2 separate regions of the Sarcophilus harrisii genome follow, and region 1 is linked to region 2. A link is a contact called in public Hi-C data. All regions are on one chromosome and are shown on one strand. The core of a region is the stretch at or near the end of the contact, and the rest is flanking DNA. Distances in the headings are between cores, read along the strand shown.

What was found. Hi-C and Micro-C count contacts between places; a contact is called where the count stands out from the background.
Region 1: a Hi-C map of heart shows a contact between it and region 2, with 6 times the contacts expected there. The contact joins the promoter of SMIM29 here to the promoter of LOC100923620 in region 2. A contact is called at or near these places in 2 of 3 Hi-C or Micro-C datasets (fibroblasts and heart).

Annotation. Positions count from the first base shown.
Region 1 is chr4:282,459,341-282,464,938 of mSarHar1.11, reverse strand. It overlaps SMIM29 (small integral membrane protein 29), which reads right to left and starts at 3,481. Exons shown (of 5, transcript XM_031965042.1): 1 at 3,170-3,481; 2 at 1,711-1,908; 3 at 1,530-1,576; 4 at 872-977; 5 at 1-669. The coding sequence starts at 1,821. The coding sequence ends at 604. HMGA1 (high mobility group protein HMG-I/HMG-Y) reads left to right here. Exons shown (of 6, transcript XM_031965044.1): 6 at 1-15.
Region 2 is chr4:282,329,052-282,335,116 of mSarHar1.11, reverse strand. It overlaps LOC100923620 (40S ribosomal protein S10), which reads right to left and starts at 3,650. Exons shown (of 6, transcript XM_003770720.4): 1 at 3,532-3,650; 2 at 2,423-2,572; 3 at 1-165. The coding sequence starts at 2,572.

The DNA.
Region 1 (5,598 bases), core at 2,232-4,731, 130 kb before region 2:
AAACTCCTTTTTCTGGATGAAGTAATCTTATTTAGGGGGTATTGGATAGATAGCCATAGGTTACTTTGTGTTCTCAAGTGGACATTTTGCAAGTTATCTTCTGGAACTAAAAGAGGGACTAAATTGGGAAGTAGAAGTGCTTTCTCCTCAGCCAGAACTATCTCAAGTCACACTCCCATTCACAAAACGTTTTATTTACAAAATATATATATACTGTATAATATAAACAAAGCCATCCCTAGGAAACCTTTACCCTGAACTCAACAGTAGCAAGGGCTTTGAGCATGCTGAAATGGGGGAGGGGGGAAAGGGAAGCAGTACAATAAGTCCAAGTAAATCCTATTCCCTCCTAGTTTTATGGTTTGCCAAGCAAAGAATAATGGTTGAGTAGCCCCTTGGTGGGGGGAGGGATCCCAGCCTAAACGAAGGATAGCTGTCCCAGCCAGCAGGTCAATTAAGGGCTTGTATAGCCTATTGTAGGGCAAGGGTAAGGCCAGGAGGCTTTTCAGCAGAGATAACAGAAATAAGCAATTCTGGACTCCTGTAAAGGAGTGAAAAGATCATCTCCAATAGGGCCAGGATTTGGTGTGCTGTTTCCTTAGATTATGTCTTCACATCCAAAAGGGGCATCCGTTTGTGCTGGTAGCTACTGTGCCAGCCATGGACCACCTGTAAGGAGGAAAAGGTAGCTTGAAATGTCCTGTTCCTACCTGCTGCAGTCCTGATTTCTGGACATTCCCATTAGGTGGCAGGAAAAGTATTTTAAACATGGTCCCCAACCCTGATCAGAAAGGTATTTCCTCACTCCCCCTCCTTTCAGGAATTCAAGGTTAAGGGACGCTCAGGCTCCCAATCAAATTGGCCCACTCACCTTGGGATCCCCCACTTCACAGAGCAACTCCTGCTCAGCTTCATGCAGTTCTTCTGCTGGGTCATAACTGTACATGGGCAGCAGGTGGTGCCGGAGCCTGTCCACCCTGGGAAGGAAGGAGTCCCCCAATTCCCCTTTGACCAAGTGGCATTAGACCCCAAAACAGACATTGAGAACTTCTAAGGCAAAATATACTTTCACCTGAAATAAGTAACCTGACCACTCCCCACCTTCCCAAACCCACTAAAGCACTCAAGAGAACCAGCTATCGGAGTTGTTACAACAGATGGGAGATTGGAAATAGACGGCCTCACAGGATGTAAAATACCTAGGTATTTTAGTTTAGTTGTTGAAACTACCAGTAATTTAAGGTTTGCAAAACACTGCAGACATTTGATCTTTAGTACCCTACGAAGTGGGGAAACTGAGGCACAGAGCCTCGCACTACACCGACATTAAGTGACTAAAGCATAATCTGAACACCAGTCCTGACCTAGCTTCCAGTATTCTGTCCAGTGCGCCACCTAGCTGTCCAATTGAAGAGGTCCCCAGGCTGAAGTAGCATCACCTCCCAAAACAATGCTGCCTTCACCTGTCCCTCTTCCCCCTCCATCAGGAAGAGCTGCCTGCTTCCCTTTGTACCTAAACAAGCACTTACCGTTTCTTCTTCTGGATGTACATCATCTGCAATAAAGACAAAATACACTAGATGGGGGTTAGAGGGCTGGTCACCCCCCCTCCCCAATTCCCACCTCCAACATCCTTCCATCACCCTAGGAAGAGTCTTTGGGATAATGAGAGGTACAAGGAGGGATAAGGATAAGGGCTTCTCTCCTTACCACAGCCACCACCACTCCTACTAGGGTGATGAGGAAGAAGGGGCCAAGCACATAGCCCACCATGGAATCGCTGGCAGCCCTGGGGGCGCTAGGTGCAGTCGTGTTACTCATCACACCAGCAGCTAGGGCAGGGGCAGGAACAGCAGGGAGGAGCCGTCAGCATGGGGCACTTCGGGAGGGACACATCCACCTGGGTCCCTGGGGTCAGGAGCACAAAAGTTCTCCATTTCATTCAGGGTGCAATTCAAACCTTGAACCCCTCCAGGAGGCTGACCTTAACCTTGCCCTTTCCCTACCCGAGGCCTCAGGACGCTGTGCAAGAACAATAATAATACTAACTCACATTTCTATGGGGCTTTCGGATTTATAAATTTCTCACGACAGCACTTTGAGGCAGAAAGGTGGAAAGGTAGGGTTTTAAAACAAATACAAATAGGAAAATCACCTTTTTACAGTGGAGGAAACTGAGGCCCAAAAAGAAACTTGTTCAGGGGCCACAAAACCAGTAAGTGGCAAAACAGCTTCAAATTCAGATGTCTCTCCTAATCCACTAATAGAATGTACCACACCTGGGTTCAAATCCCATAGGTGTGGTCTCAACCAGAGAAGTCATACATAACCTTCTCTGGAGCCTGTGGTCTTTCTTTTTTATCTTTTAAATGAAAAAGTTGAACTACCGAGTTCATCGGTCTAAGATTCTGTCCGCTTCTTAAAATACTCTGTCTTTGTTCCACTCCCCACTTCAGACTTTTAATTCAAGACTACGAGGGACGGCGGTGTGCAGGTTCTAAGTGCCAAGAGGGAAACCCTACCTCATAAGTAAGGGGTGCTGGAACCCACCTGACGACACACGTTTCACCCCCACCTTCTGGGACCAAGGCCAGACTGGGCTGGAGAAGCTCATAGGAGCACCCTCAGAGTCATTTCCAAGAAGAGCACCAAGTTGGCAGCCCCACCCACTCCCGAAGCCACCTCTGGGGGATGGCAAGATACACCTTCATCCCAGCAAAAGACAGCCCGCCCCTAAGGCTTGGAAGAAGCGCCACAAGACCAGGGCCGGAAATTTGGGGTGGGCTTAGAGAAGGGATGATGTCATGATCTCCCATGTAGCACCCTCAGTGTGGCATGAGGTTGGACAGTGAGGGGAGGGGCCTAGGGACGAGCAGCATCAACATGACCCAGCCCCCAGTTCCGAAAATCCCGAGGACGTCCGGAGCAGGTGACATCACACCGAGATGGGGGAGGAGGCCCTCAGGCTCATGCAGTCAGTGTCTCCGGGCAGCTTCCAGAAGCAGCGCGCCCCACCCTCCAAGTTCCCGGCGGGCAGGGCGTGCGGGGCTGGCCCCCGTGTTTCTCCGGCCCGGCCCACACATCCCCGCCTCCCCAGCTCTGCACAGCCCGGCCTGGTTCTGGGCACCTGGGCCTGCTCTGCCCCGGAGCCACTTCCCTTCCAGTGCACCTGCTCATCTTCTCTCACTTCCCGCAGTCCGAGCGCCTCCGGACGCTCCGGGGCCGGGTGGGAGGGGAATGGGGTGCAGTGCTCCGGGGGAGCCAGACAGCGGCCTCTGTCCGAGCAGGCCTCTGCGCTCCGGGTCTCGGACACCGGGCCCGCGCTCTGCAGCCCCCCGGGGCTGCCAAACGGCCTTACCTCCCGCGGCTGTGCCCCAGCTTACGCGGCCTCCTCAAGGCTGCACGCAAGGACCCCCCGCCACCCCCACCCGCCCCCCGGAAGCCGCCGGAGCAGCGCATGACGCGGGGCCCCGGGTAAATGGGCGGGGCCCAGAAGCCAGGCAGCAGCCAATCCGAAGGGAGGAGATGGGCGAGGCCTGAGATGTAAAAAGCACGGCCAGCCCCAAATGGAAAAAGGGGCGGAGTCTCTGAGCCACCAATTACAAAGAAAGAGAAGGAGGGGGCGGGACCAACTTGCTCCCGGAGGACGGAAGCGGAGGGCGCGGCTGTGAGCCGCAGGGGCCAGAACGAGACGTCAGGGGGCAGCAGAGGGCTGCAGAGCCCGAGAGGGTTAGGGGAGGGTCAAGGAGGAAGGGAGGGGGAAAGAGAAGAGAGAGAAACCTGTTTTCCCAGCATCCTTTGAGACTGGCAAAGAAAATGGAGATGCTACGGCGTCCGTTCTCCTGCAGTTTCCAGGATACCCTCCGCACCTTCACCTAGAAATAATAGCAGCTGGGAAACTGTTATGGGAGAGGAGAAGGAAAACTTAACCGAATTTCCAACAAAATATATAAACTAACCCCGCCCCTCCCCCCGAGTATCTCCTGGTGGCTCGCCTTTGGCAGCTCCCCAAGCCTATCTGACTCATTAATCTGCCCCCAGTGGATCCAGTGGATCCTGCTTTCCACGGTAAACAGACCTTGGCCTTTGGGGCGCAGAGAGACACCCCTGCCCGTTGCTATGTTCTTAGGAGGGATTTGCCTGCTAGTCCAGGATGGACCACGGACTGAATTCATCCTTTCCATCTGCGGCACCCAGGAAGGAAGAGAGGGCGAGGCAAAGAATGGCAATAACGGCTCATACTTTTGTACATTTACTCAAACTGATTTTTACAAAGCTGGAAAAGGGCCTTTCCCCGGTCCGACACTCTCATTTTATGAATAAGGGAAAAGACCCCCACCCCCCCACCCCCATAGGTGACTTGTCTGAATTCACATACGTAAAGGACAAGAGACCACTCAAGAACGCTTACAGATAAGGGGTTTGTTAACACCACTGCTACTTTTCAGTGGGGTCTTCTTTTGTGAAGATGCAGTTCCTGCCCTCAGGGAGCTTCCAGTCTAATAGAACAAGAACGGAAGGTGTTAGGGCAAAAATGGGTGATTATATAGCAGTTCCCCTCCAGAGTGTAGATAGTAGGCAAAGGATGCACTGAAAAGAATATTGGAGGCACATGTAATTATTACATGTTGTATATGTGTGTATATTTATATATACATATGTGTATTACATATGTTATGTATCTAGATATAAACACACATGCAAGGTGCTCCAAAAGTCTTAATGTAATTTTAAACCTTCATGTCTCAGAACCGAACTAAGACTTTTGGAACACACTGTGTAATGGTTACAGAACAGATCATCCAAGCTGCAAGGAATCCTAGAAGCTGCACGGTTGAATCTGTTCCTTTATTGGGGGAGAAGCAGAAGGTAGTGAGTCATCCCCAGAGGGATGCAAGCTCAGAGTCAATGATAGGACAAAAGTGAAACAATTACCCCCGGGGACTTCAGAAATAGTATCTTATAGAAACTGGCATCTGAGATGAGCTTTGAATGAAATTAGGGAATTGAAGATACAGAAAGAATTTGTTCCAGTCATGGAGAAGAACACGGATGAAAGCATGGAGCCGAAAGATGATATTCTAAGTACATTTATTAGACTTAATAAGGCAGGACAAAAAAAATGTAGGAATCCTTCCCAGGTAACACATGAATTTTATTATTTTTTAAAATTCACACATTTTATTTTGATGTATTCTCTTCCAATAATTTCCACAAAATATCTACTTTTTCATTTAAAAAAGTTATGAAAAACTAATAGCTTGATTGTAACATTGTATGTTACTTTCTGGTTTTTTGTCAGCAATTACTGCAATGGCAATGTGCATTGTTTTTGATCTGAAGTTTATATATTTTGTTTTGATATCACCTTCTTGTGTAAGTTTAACTCTCTATTACTCAGAAAAACAATCAATATAAAGATTGAAAAAAAATTAGGAAAGGGAGGGGATAAGCTGTTTAGCAAAACCAGCCAACCTATCAACCAGATCTGATGTATTTTATATACACAATAAAGATTCACATATGCAAAAGTCCACATCTAAGTTGTGTTTTTTTAATCAAATACTTTTGCTTTTTTCAAATTCAATTTTATTTTAT
Region 2 (6,065 bases), core at 2,401-4,900:
CCTTGGTCTTCCTGTCTCAGGACGACTTCTGCGGAGCGTGGCAGGCACGATTTCAGGGGGCAGATGAAGGTAATCCCGAAGGTACTGAATGCCCTCATTGGTGAGGTACCAGTAGAAATGCCTCCATGCAAACTGCTCCTTAACATAGCCACGAGACTTTAGAGACTGAAAGGAAAAAAAAAAACAAAAACACCCAGTATATCACTTGGGTTCATATAACCAAATGGTCTAAGTAAGAAGTAATTGTAAAACTATTTTAGGAGAGAATAACAGAATTCCCTTAAAGCAACCCCAAAATTCAGTGTTGCTATTTTTGCATCTTACAAAGGAGAGACTCGAAAGGTTCAGAGTTTGCTACATGTCTCTCAGATTGGCTAAGAGGACAGGAAAAGATGATGACAAATGTTGGAAGGGATATGGGAAAACTGGGACACTGAAACATTGCTGGTGGAACTAAACAGACCCAACCATTCTGGAAAGCAATTTGGAACTATGCTCAAAAGATTACAAAGTGTGCCTACCCTTTGACCCAGCAATGTTTCTATTGGGCTTGTACCCCAGAGATCTTAAAGGAGGGAAAGGCAGCTGTATGTGCAAAATGTTTGTGGCAGCCCTTTTTGAAGTGACTAGAAACTGGAAATTGGATGTCCATCAATTGGAGAATGGCTGAATAAATTATGGTATGTGAATGTTATGGAACATTACTGTTCTGTTAAGAAATGAGCAGCAGGATGATTTCAGAGAGGCCTACATGAAGTGATGCTAAGTGAAATGAACAGAACCAAGAGATCACTATGCATGGCAACAAGACTATATAATGATCAACTCTGATGGACTTGGCTCTCTTCAACATAAAGTTGATTCAAATCAGTTCCAAGTGTCCAGTAACGAAAAGAGCAATCTACATCCAGAGAGAGGACTATGGGAACCAAGTATGGACCACAACATAGCATTTTCACTGTTACTGTTTGCTTGCATTTTTGTCTTCCTTCTCGGGTTTTTTTTTTTCTTTTTAGATCCGATTTTTCTTGTGCAGCAAGATAACTGTATAAATATGCATACATATATTGGATTTAACATGTATTGGACTACCTGCCATCTAGGGGAGGAGGTGGAGGGGAAAATTTGGAACAGGTTTTGTAAGGATCAGTGTTGAAAAAATTACCCATGCATGTTTTGTAAATAAAGATAAAACACAAAGTTCAGTGTTTGCCCAGGATTGCAAAACCAGGCAAAATTTAAACCATCACATACCAAGCTTGACTAGTCAATGATAATGGTTTTCAGTTAAAGAATGAATCTGTGACCTCTAGAAGAAAACTCAACTTTCTTCTAATTAAAAAAATGGAGAAAAATGAAGATCATGTAAAAATATAAAGCAGCACCAGCTATAAACATAATAGTTTTAAACTTTACAATTTTTAAAGTTCATTCAAATGAGTCTCATTTGATGGTTAATGCTATAAAGCCTGCGTAGGCTTTAAATTTATAAAGGAGAAAACTGAAGTACTTAAGCAATTTAAATTAGCAAAACTAGTTAGTGATCAAACAGGAATTAAAAGATACATTTTGAGCTAGCACAACTATTTTCTAAGAACCAGGCACTATGGTAAAAAAGAAACCAAGAAAACACTTGAAAAGCCCTGGAAGAACTCACCTGACTAGGGGGTAGAGACAGAAGCAGGCAAGGTCAGAATAAAAAGGTACAAGGAAGGAAGGAATATATTGGGGCAGGAAAGACTAACATAAGGTGGTAACCGAGGAACTCAGAAGGCAGAGATGAAGCGATGAAGAGACATTCCAAACTGGAGGATAGTCATCGAAAAGGCATGGTGTTGGGAGGTGAAATGTCAGATGTCATTAGTAAATGGGCCAATGCTGTTGGATCATCAAGAATATGTTAAAGTGGCAAGGTAGTAGCTTAAAATGCCAAAAAAAAGGAATAACAGGAAGTCTATGGAGTTCACTGAGTGGAGGGAAATAAGAACAGACCTATGCTTTAGGAAAATGAGGATATTTTGGAATTAAGTCTATTCTGGTAACCTTTAATACTGGGCAGTTAGATCGTGCTACCTACAATGAGGAAGGAACTTACTACTTACACTAACTTACTAGCTGTGTCACCCTGGGCAATTCATTTGATCCCTTCATCTTAAGTTTCCTCATTTGTAAAATAAGGATAAAAATAGCACCTAACTTCCAAAGTTGTTGTGAAAAGCAAATGAGACTGTAGATATAAACCATTTAACACAGTGCCCAGTACACAATATGCACCAAATAAATGCTGGCTATAATTTTTTACCCCTCAATGGGCAGAATGGACAAGTTAAGTTTCTGGAATTATTTCAAACATTCCCAAATTCCACCAAGGAACTGGACAAATTTTAAAATTGAATCACTGCCTACCCTTCTCCCACTGTACCTGCATGGCTTTCATGACATGGAGATTGGGCACATTCTTGTCTGCCAGCTCAGGGTGCTTTGGCATGTGGACATCCTTCTTGGCTACCATTACACCCTCCTTAAAAAGGAGTTCATAGATGGCAATTCGGTTCTTCTTAGGCATCAACATCTAAAAGACAATAATAAAAAGCCTGAGAAATATAGCCAATTACTGGACAAACACCTCTAGACAATTCTGTCACCTAAGAAGCCCAAGACTGCCTCCAAATCAAGTTCTAAATTTTAAAACATATCTGCAGAGTAGCTAATCTTCACACTCCATGCAGCTTAACCTTCATTCTAAATCCTTAGCAATAAAAAAAATTATTCCATGCAACTAGTTGGTTGAATCAAGTGCTTGGAAGCAGCCCATTTATACCAGGATAAAAGCAGCGACTAAAAAAAGAAAAACGCCATTTTAGATAAGTTTCATTTTCATTTCCCCCAGTTTCTTGACTATACCTGTCCAATTTCATATAGAAAAATCAAGAGTCAAGTTCACGCAGTAATAAATAGGGATGACGATCCCTAGATATGGTGTCAAAATATGTGGATGCAAATTCTGCCGGCGAGTTTCAGAATCTGACTTTCCCAATTTGGAAAACAGAAGGAACTGGAGTGGATAATTGTTCCTCTGGTTCCAAACCCCAAAATCTCCACCTACGTCCTTATGACCGATCCTTTAACCTAACCCCAGAGCCCGCCAAGTCCAAACGGAAGCCTCCCGCTTCTCCAGCCTCCCGCCCCGCGCCCCGTGCCCGGCTCTACTCCCAGGCAGGAAAGGAGGGCTCCGGGGCCGAGACTGGGCCAAGTACCTTTCCCTAGAGAAGAGCCGGGTGAGCGTGCCTCCCATCCCCCGCAGGGCCTCGGGGTCCCAAATACGGGCCGCGGCCTGGCCCGCTCTCCCCCTCTTGCCGGGCTGGCTTCCACCCCAATGCCATCGGGCTTCCTTTCTTGCGTCCCAAAAATAAAGGCACTCTGGAGGGTAGGAACGTTCGCAGATCCAAGGCCACGTGCGCCCGGGGATGTCGGCGCCGAGATGGGCCCGATGCGGTGCGGATTAAAGAAAAGGCCCCAAACTCGGCTTACCTTGGCGGAGGCGACGGGTGCTGCTCTACACGGAGCCCGGGATAGAAAGGAAAGAGCATGCGCAGCGCGGCTTCTCTTCCGGGCTTCGCTAAGGACCCTATAAATGACGTCAGGAGCAGGAGCGCCTTGGGTGTCTTCGTCAATGCCTGATTGAAAGCTTCCAGGGAATCTTAAGGGCACCTTTTCATGACCTTCCGCCGTTAGTTTCCTTTAAATGATGCAAGCGTGCGCTCTCTAAGGAAAAGCATCCGGATGACCAGCCCTCTCTTCAAGAAAAAAATCCCATTGGAAGGTTTAGTCCTGTAGAGAACGCACAGGGGATAAAAGAGAAGATTTCCGCGCACAGAGAATGCTAGGAAGTGAAATGGAGACTGTGGCTGGCGCTGACTTTTCTTAAGATTCCCTGCTGAACCTTTTTTGATCGAGTACAGTTATGGAATCATGGAGCAATTGAGACTCTCTCAAGTTACCCTCCATAATGAATTTCACCCATTTTTTTTTTCTGTGCCATATAGTATATTGTTTTTTCCACCTACTTGTCTTAGTTTTTTTTTAGACTAATTTAATAACCAAAAGAAAAATGATCTCTTTTGATTTGGGCATGAGTTTTCCTTCTTTCTAAATGAAGACATCACAAAGAAATTTTGAGAAAGATAGGTTTTATATGAAGGCGCTTTGTGCTTTTGGTCACCAGTTAAAGTATATATTATGGATGCAAAAAAGCGCTAGGCTGCTAAAAGGTAGCAGCATTTCATTGCCTACATTGATTCCTTTCTAGTAATGTGGTAGACTAGCATATTTTTGCTTAGAATTCCAGACAATTAAAAAAAAAAGTTATCCTCCAAGCACAGAGAGAGAAGAAAAAACATATTGGATAAAACCCTCCTTTTCAAATAGTGGCCAGAGAGAAAGGGAAAGGAAAAAAAAAAAACTACCACTAATTCATATAACATCAACAAGAACCCTGGACAAAAGAGTTAGAGATCCCTCAGTATAAATTTATTTTTTGTTTTTTTTCCCCCAAATGCAAAATATAGAAATGATATCACCCCTTACTTATCCATAGCAAGAATGTATATAGAATTGTTCTTTGTCCCAGCTCCATTTCAGTTTGCCTGGACTCAAATACATGTATTAGTTTTTACTCATGTTAAATAACTGCACAAAAGAGCCAAGATTTTTTTTTATTACTTTTTGGATTGTTCACAAACATTTCCTATATAATTCAACATTTAAAAGAGATTTTAAATTTAAAACATCTTTCTTCTTAATGTCTTTTAATACAGATTTAATTCTGGATAAAATTTCCTTGCAGTTGTTAATTCATGCAATATGTCCTTATGATGAGGTTTGAATGCTCTCAGTTCCTGGTGGTCATGGGGTTAGTGGCAATAAGAGAGCTATTAAATATCCCCTTTATAGGCTGCAGGTTTAAAAGTGAAAGAATTCACTTATTCCCAAATTATTAATTGCAAAATGAAAGTTTTGCATTGAAAATTGAAATCAGTTTGCTAAGGGACTGACTTCTATAGTGGCAAAGATCTATTGGGAAATGGAATTTGGTGCTGAGAATGCTTTCTCAGTGGGCAGAAGGGTCCTGGCAGCTTAGCTCTAGAAGTTGTTATATTGGATATCTTGGTTGGGGCTGGGACAGCCCAAGCTGATCAGACCAGGGATTCCTCAATTGAATGAGAATTTAAAATTTGTATGGGAGTTGATTAGTCCTTGAATAGTAAGTATTGCTTCTCTTATCCTTAGTCTCTAGACTTCTTGGAGCCTGGGAGATCCTGATCTCTGAGATCAGAAAAGGGGATACAATCTTTAAGAGTGATCATCTTAAAGGGAACAGTTTCCCTCCCTTTTCACTTATACTAATCAAGAAGTATAATAGGTCATCTGTCAATTTGTTTAAAGAGGAAAGTGTAGGCAGAGTATCTCCTTTCAAGAAGAGAAGAACTTTGGAGTTTTCAGAAAAGTTCATCCAACACCATTGAGAACCTGTTTCTCTAATTTTTCTCCCTGGTACCATGCATATCTACCTGGGGCACATTCAGTATTCTTATATGGCATTCAGAGCCATTGCTAGAGCTTGCTCCAGTAAAGCAGCCTGCCAACAGTGCAGCAGATAGATGATCCATCAATTAGTTCTCACTCTTGATACATGATACCTCCTGTTCTGATCAGACATTTTCTAAATGATCCTTCTAATGCCACCATTACCCTCTACTCTTTTCTTGCACTAGAGTCATTTACTGTTCATATTCTACACTCCATTTCCATCCTCCAAATACCTTTCCATTGCCCTTTTGGTCACCGACTCTTGATTCTTTAGAAATTGTGGCACTGAGTGTTTCATAGGGGCTATCTAACCCAGTACTTCAAACTACTACTACTACTACTACTACTACTACTACTACTACCACCACCTAGAAGTTACATTGCCCATTAAGGCTTGCAAAACATTTTACATATATCATTTAATACTTACAACTCTGGGAAATAGGTGTTTTACAAATAGGGAGACTGAGGGAAAT